Regions from separate parts of the Sus scrofa genome. Here all the other regions are linked to region 3. A link is a contact called in public targeted proximity ligation data. All regions are on one chromosome and are shown on one strand. The core of a region is the stretch at or near the end of the contact, and the rest is flanking DNA. Distances in the headings are between cores, read along the strand shown. Region 1 overlaps PAG1 (phosphoprotein associated with glycosphingolipid-enriched microdomains 1). Region 2 overlaps PAG1 (phosphoprotein associated with glycosphingolipid-enriched microdomains 1). Region 3 has its middle 44 kb from the start of IMPA1.

What was found.
Region 1: a targeted proximity ligation map of alveolar macrophages shows a contact between it and region 3. A contact is called at or near these places in 1 of 47 Hi-C or Micro-C datasets (embryonic fibroblasts) and 1 of 2 datasets of targeted methods (alveolar macrophages).
Region 2: a targeted proximity ligation map of alveolar macrophages shows a contact between it and region 3. A contact is called at or near these places in 8 of 47 Hi-C or Micro-C datasets (embryonic fibroblasts, epiblast stem cells, fetal skeletal muscle and 4 more) and 1 of 2 datasets of targeted methods (alveolar macrophages).

What each region holds. Positions count from the first base shown.
Region 1 is chr4:55,543,827-55,546,526 of Sscrofa11.1, forward strand. The region is part of intron 2 of PAG1 (phosphoprotein associated with glycosphingolipid-enriched microdomains 1); the gene reads left to right. Among named protein-coding and RNA genes, the nearest start is that of PAG1, 94 kb to the left of the region's middle.
Region 2 is chr4:55,584,143-55,586,842 of Sscrofa11.1, forward strand. All of the region lies in intron 3 of PAG1 (phosphoprotein associated with glycosphingolipid-enriched microdomains 1), which reads left to right. Among named protein-coding and RNA genes, the nearest start is that of PAG1, 130 kb to the left of the region's middle.
Region 3 is chr4:54,986,901-54,989,600 of Sscrofa11.1, forward strand. No RefSeq gene overlaps it. Among named protein-coding and RNA genes, the nearest start is that of IMPA1, 44 kb to the left of the region's middle.

The DNA.
Region 1 (2,700 bases), core at 30-2,529, 560 kb after region 3:
AACATGGTAACAGTCCTTGTAAGAACTGTCAGTGAAAAAGGCATAGAAGAAGCAGTACTGAATTTTGCCTTCTACTGACTTATAAGAGGGGGGCGTGGGGGGCGGGGGGTAGGGGGTGGCGGCTGGCAGTTATTTTTGAGTGGACACCTGGTTTCAGAAGTCCTAAATTCCATGCAGTGGAGAAAGAAATCAACATTGAAGGCACAGGATTTCTATTTGATTGGATCAGTAATTATTTGCAATAATCCACTGCTTTCCACACTTAGACTATCTCCAAACTTAGAGATAGTCTTGAGGATGAGAGGGGACGTCACCCTCAAATGAAGAAGCATTTGGTCTGTGCAGGATGATAGGTTATGTCAGGCAGATTATGACACTTTGCAGTGGAGCCAGTCAATCCCGCTTTGTCACAACTCCGGTGATCCTGGCTATAATTACACTTGGGTGTGCCATATTTCTTTCGGCTTCATCTAAAGAATGACAGACACTATAATGTCCACATCCCTTGGAATGTTGTTTTGGTAACACCTTTAATGAGATATAATTCATATGCCATACAGTTCACCCATTTAGAGTACACAATTTCAAGGTTTTAATGTCTTCACAGAGTTGTGCAACTGTCATCACAATCTATTTGGAACATTTTTATTACCCCCCAAAAGAATCACAAGGAATTCCCTTGTGGTGCAGTGGGTTAAAGATCTGGGGTTTTCACTGTAGTCGCTCAGGTCGTTGCTATGGCATGGGTTCAATCCCTGGCCGTGGATCTTCTACATGCCATGGGCACAGCAAAAAAAAAAAAGAACCATGCAACTCTTACTGTCATTCCCATGATGATCATCCTTTAGCCCCACATACCCTATATGTTTGCCCATTTGGGACATTTCATATAAATGAAATCAGATACTACTTGGGGGGTTTTGTGACTGACTTCCTCCACTCAGCATGTTTTCAAAGTTCATCCTTGTAGTAACATATATCAGTACTTCATTTCATTTTATGGGCATTTGTATTATTTCCACTCTGAAGCTACTGTGAATAATGCTGCTATAAACATCCCTGTACATGATTTTAGGAGGACGTATGTTTTCCTTTTTCTCAATATTTACCTAGGAGTGGAATTACTGGGTCAAATGGTAACTCTTTGGTTCACTTTTTGAGGAATAACCAGGCTACTTTCAGACTACTTTCAAATAACCAGGCTACTACAGCAAAGTGACCCAGTCATTCATATAAACTTCCACTTTACATTCCCATCAGCCACATATGAGGGCTCTGATTTCTCAACACTTGTTACTATCTTAGACTCTTTGTTTATAGCCATCCTGGTAGGTGTAAAGTGGTATCTCATTGTGGTTTTGAGTTGCATTTCCTTGATGACTAATGATACGAAGCATTTTTTCACATGCTTACTGGCCACTACATATTTATTTGGAGAAATTCGATTCTAATGGTTTGCCTTTTTAAAAATTTTTTCCATTATAGTTGATTTACAGTGTTCTGTCAATTTCTGCTGTAGAACAAAGTGACCCAGTCATACATATATATCTACATTCTTTTTCTCACATTATCCTTGTTTTTGGCCATACCCACAACATGCAAAAGTTCCCCAGCCAGGGATCAAACCCATGCCATGGCAGTGACCCAAGCCATAGCAGTGACAACCTGGATCCTTAACTGCAAGGCCACCAGAGAACTCCTCTTTCCCTATTTTTGGTTGGGTTATCTGTCCTTTTATTATTGAGTTATGAGTTCTTTATATAATCTAGATAAAAATCCTTTATCAAATATGATTTGCACTTTTTTTTTTATCCTTTGGGTTGTCTTCTCACTTTCCTGATAATATTCTTTAAACAGTAAAAAAAAAAATTTAATTTTGATGAAGTTTAATTTGTCTATTTTTTTTTCTTTTGCTATTTGTGCTTTCGGTATTGCCTATAAAACTTCAGTGCCAAATCTGAACTCAAGATGATTTATTCCTGTCTTTTTCTACGAGTTTTGTACTTTCAGTTCTTAAATTTTTAGGTAGTAGATCCTTTTTGAGTTAACTTGTTTTTATGCAGTCTGAGTTGAGAATCCAGCTTTATTCTTTGGCATGTGGCTATCCAATTGCCCCAGAATCTTTTGTTGAAAAGCCTCTTCTTTCTCATTCAGTAGTCTTGGCACCTTTGTCAAAAATCAGTTGGCCATATGTTGCCAGTTCAATCCCCATCCTGGAGCAGTGGGTTAAGGATCTGGCATTGCCTCAGCTGTGGTATAGGCCCAAGATGCAGCTCGGATTTGATCTCTGGTTGCATCCACATGGGGGACTTCCACATGTTTGTGGGTGTAGCCAAAAAAGGAAAAAAAAATCAATTGGCCATAAATACATGGGTTTATTTCTAGATGCCAATTTGTATTCCATTGATCTGTATGTCTATCCTATGCCAGTCCCACACTGTCTTGATTACCTTGGTCCTTGGAATGTTTTTAATTCACGAAATACATGTTATGAAAATGCAAAATTGTGTACCACTTTTATGTTAGCTGCCAAATCATGTACCCAATTTTTAAATCAGACTCTTTAGTCCTGCTGTCTAGTAATATAGATAGAATATACAAACACATTGTTTCTAATGCATATTAATAAGATGGGCATTTTGAGAAAAATGTTTATTATTTTCTTTTTTTTTTTTTTTTTTTTTTTTGCTGGAGCAGTTT
Region 2 (2,700 bases), core at 24-2,523, 600 kb after region 3:
AACCATGAGATTGCGGGTTCAATCCCTGGCCTCGCTCAGTGGGTTAAGGATCCGGTGTTGCTGTGAGCTGTGGTATAGGTTGCAGATGTGCCTGAGATCTGGCGTTGCTGTGGCTGTAGCCAGTGGCTACAGCTGTGATTAGACCCCTAGCCTGGGAACCTCCATATGCCGCAGGAAGTGGCCCTAGAAAAGCCAAAAAAAAAAAAAAAAAAAAAAAAAAAAAAACTCTAAAGAAGAAAATTCACCTGGGAGTCCTGTACCACCTTGTGCCCTCTGAGTGTGTTTCCCCCGATTCAGGAAAAGAGGGAAATAGGAAAATCTTAGTAATGACTGGTTTGGCAGAGAACCTTGGGCTTTAAATACTTCCGTTTCAGACTCTTTAGGGAGACCGGAGAATGCTGTGGAGAGGTTCATGTAGCCTGTGTAAGCCACGTGCTTTGCAGGTCAGAAGCCCAGCAGATGTTGGCTCCTCAGCCCTCGTTAAATGCGTTTGGTTAATGTGTTGCTCGTAAAGTGTCCTTTTACTGCATGGTTCCCACGCCTGTGATGACCAGGAAGGAGGCGTTCTCATGGGGCTCAAGGACCTCCTTATTTTGGCCATCGTGAGGAGCCAGGTAGGAGGTAGTTTCCATCGTGCTTAATTATGTGTCAACTAGGACAGCTGTAAAATGGAAATGACTATCATTACTGAGCTCAGCAGCTTCAGAGAAACTGAGTGTCCACTTCTTTTTTTTTGGTCTTTTTGCCATTTCTTGGGCCACTCCCACGGCACATGGAGGTTCCCAGGATAGGGGTCAAATCAGAGCTGTAGCCGCCGGCCACAGCCACAGCCACAGCAACACAGCAACGCGGGATCTGAGCCGCATCTGCAACCTACACCACAGCTCACAGCAATGCTGGATCCTTAACCCACTGAGCGAGGCCAGAGATCGAACCCGAAACCTCATGGTTCCTAGTCGGATTCGTTAACCACTGCGCCACGACGGGAACTCCTGATGGTCCACTTCTGTAGCGAATTTCACCTGCCATCCCATCCCAACACTACCAAATTACTGTTTACACAATTTGCAGTAATCCGAGCACTTACCCAATAAATGTGTTTGGCTAAAGAAATGCATAGTTGGGATTTGGGCTACAACTTTCATTAATTTCATCTGGTTTTTGTTTCCCTTCTTGTTGGAATTGATTGGGGGTGCCTGGAAGTCCAGGCTTATGAAGACAATGAAAATGCTCAGCATAGGCACAAACAGCTGTAACAGGTCTGTCCAGGAGGCTGCCCATTAGGGCTGAGACTAGAGTTTTACTGCCCTCTTGTGGTTAAAAGTGGCACCTGCTTTTGAAGTAGAAGGCCCTTGGTTTTTCTCAAGATCATCTGTTGATTAAAACCATGAAATGAATGGACATAAAATTATGAGCAATCATAGAGCTTTCAGTCCAAAATAGTTATTCATCCCAGCTTCTAAAAAAATCCCCAGGAGTTCCCATTGTGGCTTAGTGGTAACAAACATAGCTAGTATCCATGAGGATGCGGGTTCAATCCCTGGCCTGGCTTAGTGAGTTAAGAATCCATCCTTGCTCTGGCTGTGACGTAGTCTGGCAGGTGCAGCTCCAATTCGACTCCTAGCCTGGGAACTTCCATTTGCCACACATGCAGCCCTAAAAAACAAAACAAACAAACAAAAAAAGAATCCCAACAGAAGTCCTGTAAATTCAGGCACCAGCCTTTCTCAATGTCAAATGACAAGCTCCTACAGTGGCCTGAAATGATATAAAATTGAGAGGGTCAGGGGAGTGGGAAATGCCACTGCCTCTTGTAGAGTAATATCATCATTAAATTATAGCCTCTGGTCATGACTGTACATCATGCAGCCAATGGTGAATCCTATTCTGAAACAAAGATATTTGACGTACAACTATTAAATTAAGTCTGCTATTTCGTTAATCTTATATCCTTTGCAATACATCTGGGGCATTCAGGTGCCCTAATAAATGTTAGCTGAGGTACAGTGAATGGTCCTCCTTTGCCCTCTGTTCAGTAACTCAGAATATTTACACATGTGGTCTGACAGTGAGATAGTTTTTTTTATCTTTGAAGACATGCTGTTCTGTAATTTTTTGTCTTTTTTTTTGCCATTTCTTGGGCCTCTCCAGCGGCATATGGAGATTCCCAGGCTAGGGGTCCAATCGGAGCCATAGCCACTAGCCTACGCCAGAACCACAGCAACTCGGGATCCAAGCCTCATCTGCACCCCACACCACAGCTCATAGCAACGCCGGATCCTTTACCCACTGAGCAAGGCCAGGGACCGAACCCGAAACCTCATGGTTCCTACTCGGATTGTTAACCACTGCGCCACGACGGGAACTCCTATTCTGTAATTGAATGCAATTTAATTGAGACAGATAGAAACAGGATTGAGAGAAATAGGCTTAAATATCCCCAAGAAAACTCATGAGCAATCATCCCAAATTGTTCATATATTTCTGCTAGTATGAGTTGAATCTGGATGCTCAGAAGATATTTTACTTGCTAAAAGAATTAGCAGAAAATGGGAGTTCTTGTTGTGGCGCAGCAGAAACAAATCCGACTAGTATCCATGAGGATGCTGGTTCAATCCCTGGCCTCGCTAAGTGGATTAAGGACCCCGCGTTGCCGTGAGCTGTGGTCTAAATCACAGGCGTGGCTTGGATCCCGAGTTG
Region 3 (2,700 bases), core at 186-2,685:
TCCTTGGCTTGGGCCGCATCATTCTTTTTTTGTTTGTTTGTTTGTTTGTTTTGTTAAGGCCAAACTTGTGGCATATGGAAGTTTCCAGGCTAAGGGTCAAATCAGAGCTGCAGCTGTAGGCCCACACCACAGTCATAGCAATGCGGGATCTGAGCTGCATCTGCAAACTATGTTTCAGCTTGCGGCAATGCCAGATCCTTAACCCACTGAGCAAGGCCAGGGATCGAAGCTGCATCCTCATGGATACTAGTGGGGTTTTTAAACCGCTGAACCACAGCTGAAACTCCTCAGGCCAGGCCACAACATTCTAATCTCTGCCTCTATCGTCACATCACCTCTGTTTTGTGTGTGGAACTCTCCTTCTGCCTCTCTCCTCCAAGAACACTTGTGATAGCATTTAGTACCTGCTGGGATTACCCAGGATATTTCCCCATCTCAAGGTCCTGAATCACATGGGCAGAGACCCTTTCCCTGCATCCTGAGTGGGTGAGTGTGTATGCAGATAAATATCTTTTACTCTTCAGTTAGCTTTCAGCCGACTGAGTCTTCTTGAGGGTCTAGACCCACTTCTAAGAAGTGGAGGAGAATGGCCTTTGGCTCTCACACTATTGTTGATGACCTCTCACCATCTGTGTGCCCTGGCCTGCCACCTCAGGACCGTCCCTTGTGTCCCCTGCCCTCTGTTCCACTGCTTATGTAGTGGCCTTGAAGTCACGGCTCACTGCTGACTCTAATCAGCAAACAAATCAGCAAGCAAACCAACAAATTCCCAGTTGTGTGAACTCAAGAGTACAAAGCAAAAAAAAAAAAAAAAAAAAGAGTTTCTATTGTGGCGCAGTGGAAAAGAATCTGACTAGGAACCATGAGGTTTCGGGTTTGATCCCTGGCCTCACTCGGTTAAGGATCTGGTGTTGCTGTGAGCTGTGGTATAGGTCGCAGATGCAGCTTGGATCTTGCGTTGCTGTGCCTGTAGCCAGACCGTCAGCTGTAGCTCTGATTCTACCCCTAACCTCCATATGTCACAAGTGTGGCCCTAAAAAGCAAAAAAAAAAAAAAAAGACACAGCAGCACAGAACCCAGCCCCAAGGGTCCCTTAAGAGCATGGGTCCATGGAGTCCCCTGGTGGTCTAGTGAGTTAAGGCTCCAGTGATGTGACTGTTGTGGCACAGGTTCCATCCTCAGCCCGGAACTTCTCTATGCCACAAATACCACCGGAAAAAAAAAAAAAAAAAGCATGAGTCCTTTTTCTGGGTGCTGGAACCTTGACTGCTGAGGTTCCCTGGTGCCAGAAAGTCTGCAGTGTCAGGACCTCAGGAACCTCCGCCCCAGAAAAGGTGATGTGCTCCTCTGGTAAACAATCATTGTTATCTCAGACTCAGGGGATGGCTGCTTATCAGGCAGTGCGTTCAATGACCTCACTCAGGAAAACAACTGCTCATCTGCCAGGTCCTAGGAACATTCCTGAACTAGTGAAGACTGCAAAATCAATAGCTAAGAACGCTGCAGCTTGGCTTTGGAATTATGACTATGTCTGAGAACTCCCCCCCCCCGCGCCCCCCGCCCCCCAGGGAAACAATTGTGGAGTGAGTTCAGTCATTAACACACCGAGCCTGGAGGAAGAAAAGGGCAGGACCCACACTCACATGGCTTTCTCTGGTGAGTCTGGACGTGCCCAGCTTCAGAGGCTCAGGAATGAGGGTTGCTCTGACTAAACCAGACACTTTGACACTGAATCCCCAGAGTCTGTGACCTAAGGTCTTCATCCTTTCACTTCCTTTTTTTTTTTTTTTTTTTTTTTTTTTGTCTTTTTGCCTTTTCTAGAACTGCTTCCCTCGGCATGGAGGTTCCCAGGCTAGGGGTTGAATCGGAGCTGTACTTGCCGGCCTACACCAGAGCCACAGCAGCACGGGATCTGAGCTGAGTCTGCGACCTAGTGACCTACACCACAGCTCATGGCAACGCCGGATCCTTAACACACTGAGCAAGGGCAGGGATCGAACCCGCAACCTCATGGTTCCTAGTCGGATTCATTAACCACTGTGCCACGATGGGAACTCCATTCCCTTTTCTTCTTTGCGCACATTCTATCATTGTGTACATGAATGTATGATACACATGCAATTGTGACAAAGATGCAGACGTACGCAATTTACAATGAGAAAAATTCCAAAGTGGTATTTTTCTTTTTTCTTTTTTTCTTTTTTTTTCTTTAAACGGCCACACCTGTGGCACATAGAAGTTCCTGGGCCAGGGGATGAATTGGAGCTGCTGCTGCCAGGCTACACCACAGGCACAGCAGTGCCAGATCCGAGCCTTGCCTGTGACATACAGGGCAGCTTGTGGCAACGCCAGATCCTTAACCCAGTGAGCAAGGCCAGGGGTTGAACCCACATCCTCGTGAATACTAGTCAGGCTCTTAACCTGCTGAGCCACAATGTGAACTCCTTTTTTAAAAATTTTTTTCATGGAGTTTCCATCATGGCTCTCTGACTCGTATCCATGAGGACACAGGTTTGATCCCTGTCCTCACTCAGTGGGTTAAGACTCCAGCATTGGCTGTGGTGTAAGATACAGACACAGCTCAGATCCTGCATTGCTGTGGCTGTGGCATAGGTGGGCAGCTATAGCTCCGGTTTGACCCCTAGCCTCGAAACCTCCATATGATGCAGGGGCATCCCTAAAAAGACAAAAAAATTTTTT